Regions from separate parts of the Sus scrofa genome. Here all the other regions are linked to region 2. The links are chromatin contacts, called in public HiChIP or PLAC-seq and promoter capture Hi-C maps. All regions are on one chromosome and are shown on one strand. Each heading gives the region's core, a stretch centred on a gene start, on an enhancer-like site or on the middle of the called end of the contact. The rest is flanking DNA. Distances are from core to core; before and after follow the strand shown. Region 1 holds the start of CNIH1 (cornichon homolog (Drosophila)). Region 2 holds the start of DDHD1 (phospholipase DDHD1). Region 3 holds the start of CGRRF1 (cell growth regulator with RING finger domain protein 1).

Region 1 (3,922 bases), core at 669-3,168, 1.1 Mb before region 2:
AGCCACTAGCCACATGTAGCTCTATAAATTTTAATTGATTGAAAAAAAGAGTAGCCAAAAAAAAAAAAAAAAAAAAAAGGCAGAAAAAAAGCTGCACTTGCAATGCAGCAGCTAATACTACTGAGTTCAGTTCCTCAGTCATACTAACCACATTACAAGAGCTCAATAGCCACATGTGACTTTTGGCTACTATACTGAACAGTGCTGATAAAAAAATATTTCCACTATTGGAGTTCCCGTCGTGGCTCAGTGGTTAATGAATCTGACTAGGAACCATGAGGTTGCGGGTTCGATCCCTGGCCTTACTCAGTGGGTTAAAGATACTGTGTTGCCGTGAGCTGTGGTGTAGGTTGCAGACGTGGCTCGGATCCTGCGTTGTTGTGTCTCTGGCGTAGCCCGGGGGCTACAGCTCCGATTCGACCCCTAGCCTGGGAACCTCCATGTGCCACAGGAGCAGCCCAGGAAATAGCAGAAAGACTAAAAAAAAAAAAAAAAAAAAAAAAAAAAAAGGAAAATTTCCACTATTGCAGAAAGTTCTGTTGGACAGTCCTGGAAAGACTCTGCTTCTAAACCATTTTCTACACAATTTGCTGGTGTGAGAGATCTTTAATGCAAAGCCATTAAAGATCTTGCTTAAAAACCTTCACTGATTTCCGCTTCCATCAGCTACAATCATTTAGCAGGTGGTGAGTCAATTTTGTGGGTCACAAAGAACATTAAAAACAACACAGCAAAAAAGGATGGGGGGCAAGTACTCATGGATCCTTAGCATTGTTTTGTGAAAAAAAAAATTTTTTTTTTCATCTTTTTAGTGTCGCCCCCTAGGCATATGGAAGTTCCCAGGTTAGGGGTCGAATTGGAGCTGCAGCTGTCGGCCCACACCACAGTCACGGCAATGCAGGATCCAAGCGACATCAGCTCACGGTAACGATGGATCCTGCCAGGGATCCAGCCTGCATCCTCATGGATACTAGTCAGGTTCTTAACACACTGAGCCACAATGGGAACTCCTGTCTTGTGAAATTTTTGATTGTTAAATATCTATTTCTTTGTCTTGATATCCAGATGCCCATCTCTCTATAATTCAATGTGTAGGTCATGTTCTGCTGTGTTGCAATGAAAAAGTCTAATTGCGAATGGTGAGTAAAACAGATTGAAAAACATGGGCTTATGGGATATGAAGTCTGAGCTCCTTAACCAGGCATTTAAGCAAAGCCCTCTATGATCTAAACCTTTGATGACTCCTGGAGTCTAACACTCCACACTGCCTTGGCGGTTTCACCTAAGACCTGAACTTTTTTCTTCTTCATCTCTGTGCATATGCTCATATTAAACCTTCTTCTTGGACAGCTGATCCTACCTATCTTTGCCTGGACAACTTCTGCTCAGCTTGGGAAATTTCTACTTCATGGATCTTTCCCTGAACATTCCAGGGTGGGCTGGGTAGCCTTTTCAAACCTTTCATAACATGCTGCCGACTTCCGTTAACAGGGTTATAATTCTGTAATGACTTATTATTTATGTATTAATTTCTGGCACTATGCTAACTTCTTTCAGTGCAAGTATTATTTTACTCATCTTTGTATCTCAGAGAAGGACAGTACCTGGGAAATATTAGGCACTCTTGTGAAGAAATACTTGTTCAAAGAATAAACGAGCGAAGTAGTCCAAAGAAATCAACTCGCTATATTTTAATCTTTTAGGGTTGGGGTTAGGGTTAGGGTTAGGTGGACCCTGTCTAACACTGTGCAAGGCCGACTCCGGCCATCGGAGGGCGCCTTCCTCCGAAGCTGGTGCGCAAGCGCACTAGGAGGGCGGGCGCCGCGGCGGTGGCGGCGGCAGCGGCGGCGGCGGTGAGGGCTGTGGCCGCGGGAAGTGAATGGTTTTACCCAGAGGGCCCTGCGCCGCTTTTCTCCGCTGGCGCCGGCGCTGCTCCCTGCTCCTCCCCGGCCATGGCGTTCACGTTCGCGGCCTTCTGTTACATGCTGGCGCTGCTGCTTACTGCAGCGCTCATCTTCTTCGCCATTTGGCACGTGAGTAGCCAGTGCCGGGGGAAGGGGGCGGGGTGGCGGCGCAGGCTCTTCTCGCTCCGGGCCCGTGGTCGGGGCGGCCACGGCCCCCGGAGGTCCGCACGGCTGGGGATGGGGCCAGGCCGGGGCGGTACAGGCCGCGCGCGCAGGGGTCTGCGCGCCCTCCGTCCGCGGGCCGGGGGCTCCAGGTCCAGGAGGAGCCGAGGCCTCTGTTGTTTGGCTGGCTGCCTGCGCCCTCTGTGTCCCAGCGCAGGCCTCGCGCGCCGTTACTCCTTCCCCGCCGGGTGGGGCAGCCGCGGTCCCTACGGGCCCTGCGGGACAGTGCTTTGCTGGCCGGCTCGGCATCCCTGCTTTCCCACATCTCTCGGGAGAATGTCAAGAGCGCGGAGAGGCGTGCTACGTATTTAGAGGGGATGAAGCTTGCCGAATTATTGTTATTTAATGCCGGTTGCCTTTGTTTTCGGGAATTCACGGGAGTATGGCCCAAGTGAGATACTTACAACCCACTTTAGATAAATTTCGAACTCTCCTTGTCAGCACTTGGGTGCTCTTCCAGCAAAACATCCCCTCTCTCCGCCCCCAGATTCTTGTTTCCTGGTGAACTTGGATGGAGGTTGAATTGATCACTTTGTTCTCTGCATCACCGAACTTTCCCCCTAAATCATACTTTGACAGTTTCTCGAAAGACCTTTTTCCTAGCCACTTCTGTATTCGGAGTAACTTGATTTAGTAGAGGTAGTTTTAATTTGATTTTGAAAACGTTCAGAAACCGTAAGCTTCTCTAGGACTTTTGTTTTATTTATTTTTTAAACTCACGTTATGTTGCAGGACAGAAATGCAACCTTACTGGGAACAAGTAAATTCCCTGTGAAATAGTTCTACAATAAATGTTTAAGGGATCCTGTTTCTCTAACGCAAAGTTAGAAGTAACCTTTTGGAAATCATTCATTAAAAAATGTATCTTACGGGGGAAAAATATAATTGTAATGTATACATGTAAGGATAACCTGACCCCCTTGCTGTACAGTGGGAAAAAAAAAATGTATCTTACATTTGTTCTGCCCTCCATATTCTACTACTTTCTGGAATATTGGTCTTAATTTGAATGATTGAGCATGTTCACGCTCATGAACATTTTAAGTCAGGTTTCATCATGCCCATAACAAGGATTTGTTAATGGAACATAGGCAGAGTGATTTAAATGACAGCAGCATCTTGTGCAAAAAAAAACACTCAAATCCATTCCCTTTTGCTAAAGAGTATGATTACATTTATAATTATTTAAAACTGCACTGTTTGTGTGGTGGGGAATGCTTATGTGGGCTGTTAAGTAACTGCTCCCTCAAAATGCTTGTCAGTAGGAACTAATAACTTGAGCATTTTAGGCTCTTCTTTGGTGGAATAAAGACAATAAGATAATTGGGGATGCAAACTAGCTCTGCCTTAATAAGCCTCTGATGAAACTGAAATGTGTGGTTCCTTGCCGTCTGTAGATGAGGATGTAATACTTCTTACTTGATGGGTACTCTTTGTTTTTGGAGCTGATGGGGATTCTTAAGAGTCATGAATGGCTTACATTTTGAAGTAGGTTGTGTTTGGCTTAAGGAAAACCTGAACTGCATTTTTTAAAAAAGGGGTTATTTAGTTTCATCTTTGAAGTGAATGTGTGTCTGAGTGAAGTAGGTAATTTTAAGCCCTATTAGAGTTAAAATTTTCTTCAGGGATGAGTGGAGAGCTTTTATCCTTAGGGATTTCTCAGTTCAGAGGATTATGCATCCTTTGGGAACAAATGGAAAATTCTAAATAAAGATATAGCTTCAATTTTTCTATTAACTATGTAATCTTCAGTTTATTTTCTTAGGTAGTTTAAGTATCTGTCAGAAGACTCATTT
Region 2 (3,697 bases), core at 390-2,889:
CTGATTAGACCCCTAGCCTGGGAACCTCCATATGCCGCAGGAGCGGCCCTAGAAGAGGCAAGAAGACAAAAAAAAAAAAAAGAATCCTGGAGCACAAAGGTCATCAAACGCATTTATAATGGATACATGATGTGGACCTCATAGCAGCCTCTGGTTATAATCCAACTCATCTTCTATAATGAAAGGGCAGGGAGATAGCCAAATCTTCTCTTTCTGATACAAACAAGCTGATTAGGATTTTGTGGCTGTCTCCATAGAGTATGCATCGATACTGTAATGATTTGTTTTCTTTCATTTGAATATATACCTTCAATACCATTGACCTTTATTTCCAGAAGGAATATAGAAAATTTTTATGAATTTTTGGTAAGTACAGTTTTGTGGGCAGACCTCTTACAAATCTTTAAGTGCATTTGATAATTCTGCATCATAAGCATCATTTCAAACACAAAAACCACCAGCAAAACATGACTAGACAATAAATATTTGTTGAATGAATAAACAGAAGGATGAATGACTTTATTCATTAAGTAGTCCTATGTTATTTATACTTGTCCAGCTACATTTAGATTGCAACTTGGCTTGCACTATTGATCTGTATTTAGGGAAAGAATGACTCCTGTGGTCATTCTGGCATTACAATTATATTCCTCAGAAGAACTAAAAAGTTGGCTTTCTGGGTTTATTTAGAGATACCTCTAGATTGTTGACTGCTTCACTGTAGGGTCTAGCATAGTGCCTGAAACTCAGTAGACATCTTATATGGGTTCAATGACTGTTTCCCGCTTCAGGACAGGCTATTATTCCATTTAGTCTGTGACCAAAGAAGACACTCTCTGCAATAGTCTGAATGTTTGTGTTTCCTCAAAATTCATACGTTGAAATCCTAATCTTCAAGGAGAATATTGTCTGATCTTGAATTGATAACACTGAGATTAGAGATTGTTTTTCTCAGGATACTCAACATAGAGTAATGCGTTTATAAAATAAAACTTTTGCATAATATAAAAGAACCACACGGGAGCCTCAGCATTCAACCTGATCCCAGAAAGTGCTACAGAATCAGAGATGCATAAAGAACAAAAAGTAATCTTGCCAGTCACAGAATTCTATTGCTGGAAGAGTTCAGAGATCTTACAGATGAGGAAACCAAAAAGATTAAGATTTAAGTGACCTGCCTGCAGTTAGTTATCAAAACAGTCTAAAACCTGGTTATTTTTTAGCTTTCAATCTAATTATCAACAGCTGACCGGGTTTGCCATCCTTATAATCAACATTGATTGTGCACCCACCTTGTGGGAGGTTGAAACATACAGACTTGGCCTCCAACAAGGACCTTAAAATAAGGTTTAGAAAACAGGAAATACATATGGGAAGACAAGCAGTAATATGAGGTGGTATATGAAGGGCGGTTTTGACTTGGATTTGAGTGGGAGTCGTGACGCCAAAGTGAGGAATCCGTAGGCGTGGAGTGGAATGCCCTGCGTGGACCCACGATGCTGTAGGGACCATAAACCAGGTGATTGATAAAGTCCAGGTGAGGCCGCAGGCGGGCCTAAAGTCATAAAAAGTGTCAGATGAATCCAATTTCCGGGGGCTCTCTCCCGATGTGGAGAATAAGCCTTTACGGCTCAGGATCCAGATTGCAAGGATGAGTCGGGTAAAGCTTCTCCACACCTGGGTTCCGACCCTAGAAGGGCGGGGCGAAGCGGCAGTGCAGGGGAAGGAGAAAGGAGAGTAGGCGACAGGAATTGAGGAATCCCGAGATGACCCCAACCCCGCGCAGGAGAGGCAAGAGGCGCGGCTCCGGCGCAGAGTGGGCGGAGAAAGGGCTTCCGGGACGGCGCGCGCGGCGGGAGGGGCGGGGCCTGAGGCCAAGCACCACCTACGTCGGGCTGCGTGACTATGAGACTGGCGGCGGGACGCGGCTACCGCGGCTGCGGGGCTCGGGGGGGCGGAGCCGCCGCGGGTGCCGCCGCAGCCCCGGTCGGGATTTGAAAGATTGAAAACTCCCGGTGGAGAGGGAGGCGGCGTTGAATGTGTGGCGAAAGCTCTGGGGGTCACGGCTCCGCGCCCGGCCCGGCCGGCGGCGGCGTCTCCAGAGCATGAATTACCCGGGCCGCGGCTCTCAGCTCAGCCCCGAGCATAACGGCCGGGGCGGCGGCGGCGCCTCCTGGGAGCTGGGCTCGGATGCGGAGCCGGCGTTCGGCAGCAGCGTCCGCTGCTTCGACCACCTGACTGCTGGGGACCCGGGCGACGATGAAGTGCCCCTGGCCCTGCTGCGCGGGGAGCCAGGGCTGCATTTGGCGCCGGGCGCAGAGGACCACAACCACCACCTGGCGCTGGATCCCTGCCTCAGTGACGAGAACTATGACTTCAGCTCCGCCGAGTCGGGCTCCTCGCTGCGCTACTACAGTGAGGGCGAGAGCGGTGGCGGCGGCAGCTCCTCGTCACTTCACCCGCCGCAGCAGCCGCCTCTGGTCCCGTCGAACTCGGGGGGCGGCGGGGCGGCCGGAGGGGGCCCCGGGGAGAGGAAGCGTATCCGGCCCGGCGGCGCCGCCGCCCGGCACCGATACGAGGTAGTGACGGAGCTGGGCCCGGAGGAGGTGCGCTGGTTCTACAAGGAAGACAAGAAGACTTGGAAACCCTTCATCGGCTACGACTCGCTCCGCATCGAGCTCGCCTTCCGGACCCTGCTGCAGGCCGCGGATGCCCGGGCCCAGGCCCAAGACCCGGAGGGCGATCATGCGGTCGGCCCACCCTCCGCTACTGGCCAGGCCTCCGGCTCCCTGGAGGACCACGAGGGGGACCGCGTCTGCGGCTTCTGTCCGCGCATTACCGGGCACGGGCGCGAGATGGAGGAGCTGGTGAACATCGAGCGGGTGTGTGTGCGGGGCGGCCTCTACGAGGTGGATGTGAACCAAGGAGAATGCTACCCGGTGTACTGGAACCGTGAGTAGCCGGCCGGGGGAGGGTGCGGGACGGGCTGCCTCTGCAGGGCCCAACACGCACGCGGGTGGATTTGCAACTTGATCATGGGGAGAGAGGCGCGTGAGGCCTGGCGTTTGGTCAAGGCAGGATGAAGACCGTGCAGGCGGTGCCGGCAGGTGAAGGGTAAAACGAGCAGATGGCAAAACCCCAGACGCTTTGGGTCAGGAGGAGAGTATACTGCGGGGGCTAGCGCCTCCTGAGTAAGCCGGGTGCCGTTGCCATCCCCTGGAGGTGATCCAGGAACTGATGGCCAGCCCCACAGGTTTAATTTCGTGATCCTACCTGAGCTTTGTCCACCCGGGGATCTGATTCGGTCTCATTTACCCTGAATTGCCTATAATTTAAATAACAGCCCGTCCTCTGGCTTGGGAATGTTTGAGAGAACCTGCAAGAGAATCAACAGTTCAGTTATAGACTTGGAGTAAAGAAAATTAATCCCTGGCAGGAAAGGAGATAATTGTTCTCACTGGGTGCGTTCGGGAGTGGTGGAAAGCACTGCTGGAAGCAATTTTGGCAAGCAGCAGGTCCTGCTGAATGAAATACTTGGTTTTTTCCTTAGGTCCTTGTTTATGTGTTTCCATTTTGCCTCTTAACCTTGAAAGTTACAAGGCTTATGCCATGGTTTTCTCATCTGTAAAATGGGGGAAATTGTATCTACTTCATAGGGTTGTTGTGGTGATGAAGGTGATATACCTAAGGGGCTTGG
Region 3 (3,682 bases), core at 511-3,010, 1.1 Mb before region 2:
AACTAATATTTACAGGTTCTTGATTTGTATAGGGTTACCCAAGCAGAAAAGTGCTGGAAAATATTCTGGAACTTTTTCCCCCTCAGAATAACCCAAGCCAGAACAGCATTCCCAAACATTTAAAATAGGTATAATTTTTTTTTTCTGGTGGCAAGAATATTCTACAGTCTGAGTTCAAGTAATATTTCTGTTCATAGTCTATATTCATTTTCCCACATAGTAAAATAAATCACATTTTCATCATTGTCCTTTTCTTGTCACTACATCCAGCCTCTGTCCAGCCTCTCTTGGGTCTACATGAGACTTTGCCCATTTCATAGCCAATAACATTGGGAAAACATTAAAAGAACAACATGAAAGGGGAAAACAATGGATTTACTATTTATCAGGTGAAATGTCATGTAGCTAAACATTAATTTTTTCACCTTTTCCTCTAATTCCTCTCATAGATGGAGAGAGGAGACGGGAAAAGATGGGGGTGGGGAAGAATCTATGCTAAACTCTAATATAATTGTTCATGGACTAATAACAATCATTTTCTCTCCCATCATTTCTTACATGGTACTAGGTGTCAAATTTACCAGTTCTCTTATCATAGTAAAAAGTATTATGGGGGCAGGTCACTAAGAGAATGTAGCTGAGCTGTGGAATTTCTTACTAGTTAAACTTTCTAGTTTTCTAATTTATGAGAAAACGTAGGTATTGGATCAAATTAAGTTATATATATATATATATTTTTTTTTTTTTTGTCTTTTTGCTATTTCTTTGGGCCGCTCCCGCGGCATATGGAGGTTCCCAGGCTAGGGGTCCAATCGGAGCTGTAGCCACCGGCCTACGCCAGAGCCACAGCAACGCGGGATCCGAGCCGCGTCTGCAACCTACACCACAGCTCAGGGCAACGCCGGATCATTAACCCACTGAGCAAGGGCAGGGATCGAACCCTCAACCTCATGGTTCCTAGTCGGATTCGTTAACCACTGTGCCACGACGGGAACTCCTAAGTTATATATTTTAACTCTGACTTAATGGTATTTATTAATATGCTAACAATTCATTAAATTTAACATTAAATATAAACTTTAAATATTCTAATAATCCAGTCTAATACTAATGAAGAAGGATGGCAGTGGGCGCATGTTCTGGAATTTTCTTTTTTCTCTGCTTCTTTCGTCATTCAGTAAATAAGAAGCAAGCATCAACTATGGACCATGCACCAGCTGAGGATAAGCTGTAAACTCCGTGAGCTCCTGCCCCAGTTAGCTTCTTTCATTGAAGACACGTGTACGAATTCTGAGTTCAAACCTTACTTCTTCCAAACCACCGGGTTCAAAAGTAAACTTGCCCCTACAGAAACTTCTTAATGCGCGATTAGGCAATGGCTCATGAGAACACTCATCTAGACATGAATCATCACGCAATCAGACTTGAATAAATAAACACCATCAAGAAAGAAATGTATTTACCAAGTCCCGCAAGGTGGTCAGAGTAGGGGCAAGGGTTCCGGAGAGGGTGAGAGGAAAGGCAGGTGTACCTAGGTTTGAGGGAGGTGGAATTTGAAAGGTAGGTTGGGGTCAAACACACACATTTACCATTGAAATCGTTGACTCAATCATGTCACCATGAAATTTCTCTCAGAGATTGAGGAGGGTTGAAAGGAAGCAAAAACTGGCTCGAATTTTGAGGATACATTTTGGCACTGGAAGTCCTCCACTCCGAATCCGATAGCGTCCACTGGAGGGTTCAAGAAACAGCGCGGGAGAAATGGAAGGGGCGGGGGCACTCGCGTTCCTGCGAAGTTTGAGCCGCGCCGGCCACCGTTGGCGGTCACGTGCTGCCCTGCAGCTGCCGCGTAGCTGGTGGGGGCGGCTCTGCCAGGCGCCGTGCAGGAACGGAGGCGGCAGCCGTGCCATTCTTAAAGGGGCCCAAGGGGAGGCGAAAGGCTGCTGACGGCCGGAAGGAAAATGGTGAGTTGCTGCCGGGGAGGGCGGGGGCCGGAGGGCTGGGCCAGCCCGCCGGGCTTTCCTGTTTGCCGAAGCCGGTATCGGCGGGCAGCGCCCCGGGTGGGTCGGCGGCCGCTTCCGGCCTGGCTGCTGGTAGTTTCTCTCTTGCTGCGAGTTGGCCCCCGCCCGCCGCCGCTGCCGCCTTTGCCAAGGGCAGCATCCTCCTGCCGGGCCCGGAGTCGACTCGCCCAGCAGGCTCGGGGACTGGGGTGCGGCCAGTAGGGGTGGGTCATGCTCACCGCGTCCTTCTGGATGGGGAGGTGGGGGCGGCTTCTAGCTTTTGCGCTGAAGGGTCAGAGGGGCCGGGGGTCTGGTCCTTCGGAGGAACTCCCCCAAACACCTGCTTCTCTGCAGGCCCGAGGGACCGGCAGGCGCCGAGTACCTTCCGCCTGGCCGCCTTTGCGGGGAAGGCTCGAATTTTGATTCCGTTCTTTCGGCATCGCGTTAAGCTTCCTGACGTGCTTCTAATGATTTTTCCTTATCCTTGCTTTCTTCGAGTTATGGCAGTTGGAAACCTTTCGACCCAGCGCTTTGACGCTTGATTTTAAAGTGACTGTCAAAAGCTTTCGTTTTTTGTGTCTGGGGGCTCTCGCTTCCTTTCTTGTGTGGTTTCGACCCCACGCGCAAAAATAAAGTGGATGATTTCACTGATTGCCCAAGCCGGGGTCTCCTGAATCTTTCTCATGGGATTTAAGAATATGCTTCTCATTTCTGTAATTAGAAATAAAACACAAAATTCCTGCTGTCCTTTTCTCTAACTCCCCATTCATTTTTCAACCCACCTTCATCGAATATATTTCATGGTCACTAAATCCAAGGGACTCTCTTCAATTCTCATCTTTCCTTATCTGTATTCTCAGTGTTGATCATGCTCTCCTCTTTGAAACATTCTCTTCCTTTGTGCTTCCCCCTTGGCTTCTAGAATACAAAACTCATTTTTCTTCTCTTGTTGGTCTGTCTGTGTCCCATGCAGCTCTCCTTCCCTGTACATCACAAGGAGTCCTGAGCTCTATCCTAATGCTTCATTTTCCATTCTGTATTCTTTCTCTCCTTTCTACATTCATTAGTTTCAGTTACTACCTACCTATGTGTAGATGACTTGTGAATTTGTATTGCAAATGTTGCTTCTGAGATCAGCCCTACCTATCCTGCTCTTTAGTTAGCATCCCCTGGAAAGAAAGCTTTCCCCACTTGAGTGCCTTAGAGCCTGCTTAGTGTCCAAAATAGAACTCCTTTTTCCCCTCAAACTTGGTCTTCCTCAGTGTTCCTTAACTTAGTGAAAGGTAGCACCATTTAAGTCTACTACACAAGCAAGAAGCCTAGGAGTCACATTTGTACTAATCCACGCCACCCAGTCTGTCCCAGCTCCTTTGTAGTGGTTAAGAGAGGGGGCTAAAGTCAGGCTGTCTGGGTTGAATCCTGGCTTCCATGGTTGTATAATTTTGGGAAAGATAGTTAACCTCTCTAAGCCTTAGTTTCTTGCAAAATGAGGATAATATGATACCCATTTCTTGGGGTTGTTTTGAGGATGAAGGGAGATCCATGTAAAGGACGTACAGCAGTGTTTTTTCTCATAGTGTTTAATACATATTAACAATTTCATTAGCAGTATTCACCTACTTCTCTTTATCCTCATCAACCTACTTTTTGTCTCTCATCTGGACTAGTCTTACCAGTTAACT

What was found. Promoter capture Hi-C pulls out the DNA fragments that hold promoters and counts their contacts. HiChIP or PLAC-seq counts read pairs in DNA pulled down with a chosen protein or histone mark.
Region 1: a contact with region 2 is called in a promoter capture Hi-C map of fetal liver, with 3 times the contacts expected there. The contact joins the promoter of CNIH1 here to the promoter of DDHD1 in region 2. A contact is called at or near these places in 2 of 5 promoter capture datasets (fetal liver and liver) and 1 of 2 datasets of contacts at active chromatin or transcription factors (skeletal muscle).
Region 3: a contact with region 2 is called in an H3K27ac HiChIP or PLAC-seq map of alveolar macrophages. The contact joins the promoter of CGRRF1 here to the promoter of DDHD1 in region 2. A contact is called at or near these places in 2 of 2 datasets of contacts at active chromatin or transcription factors (alveolar macrophages and skeletal muscle).

Annotation. Positions count from the first base shown.
Region 1 is chr1:183,827,102-183,831,023 of Sscrofa11.1, reverse strand. It overlaps CNIH1 (cornichon homolog (Drosophila)), which reads left to right and starts at 1,918. Exons shown (of 5, transcript NM_001243525.1): 1 at 1,918-2,033. The coding sequence starts at 1,953.
Region 2 is chr1:182,752,468-182,756,164 of Sscrofa11.1, reverse strand. DDHD1 (phospholipase DDHD1) reads left to right here and starts at 1,639. Exons shown (of 12, transcript XM_003121795.4): 1 at 1,639-2,952. The coding sequence starts at 2,106.
Region 3 is chr1:183,861,537-183,865,218 of Sscrofa11.1, reverse strand. It overlaps CGRRF1 (cell growth regulator with RING finger domain protein 1), which reads right to left and starts at 1,760. Exons shown (of 11, transcript XR_002346942.1): 1 at 1,590-1,760. GMFB (glia maturation factor, beta) reads left to right here and starts at 1,885. Exons shown (of 7, transcript NM_001244461.1): 1 at 1,885-1,964. The coding sequence starts at 1,962.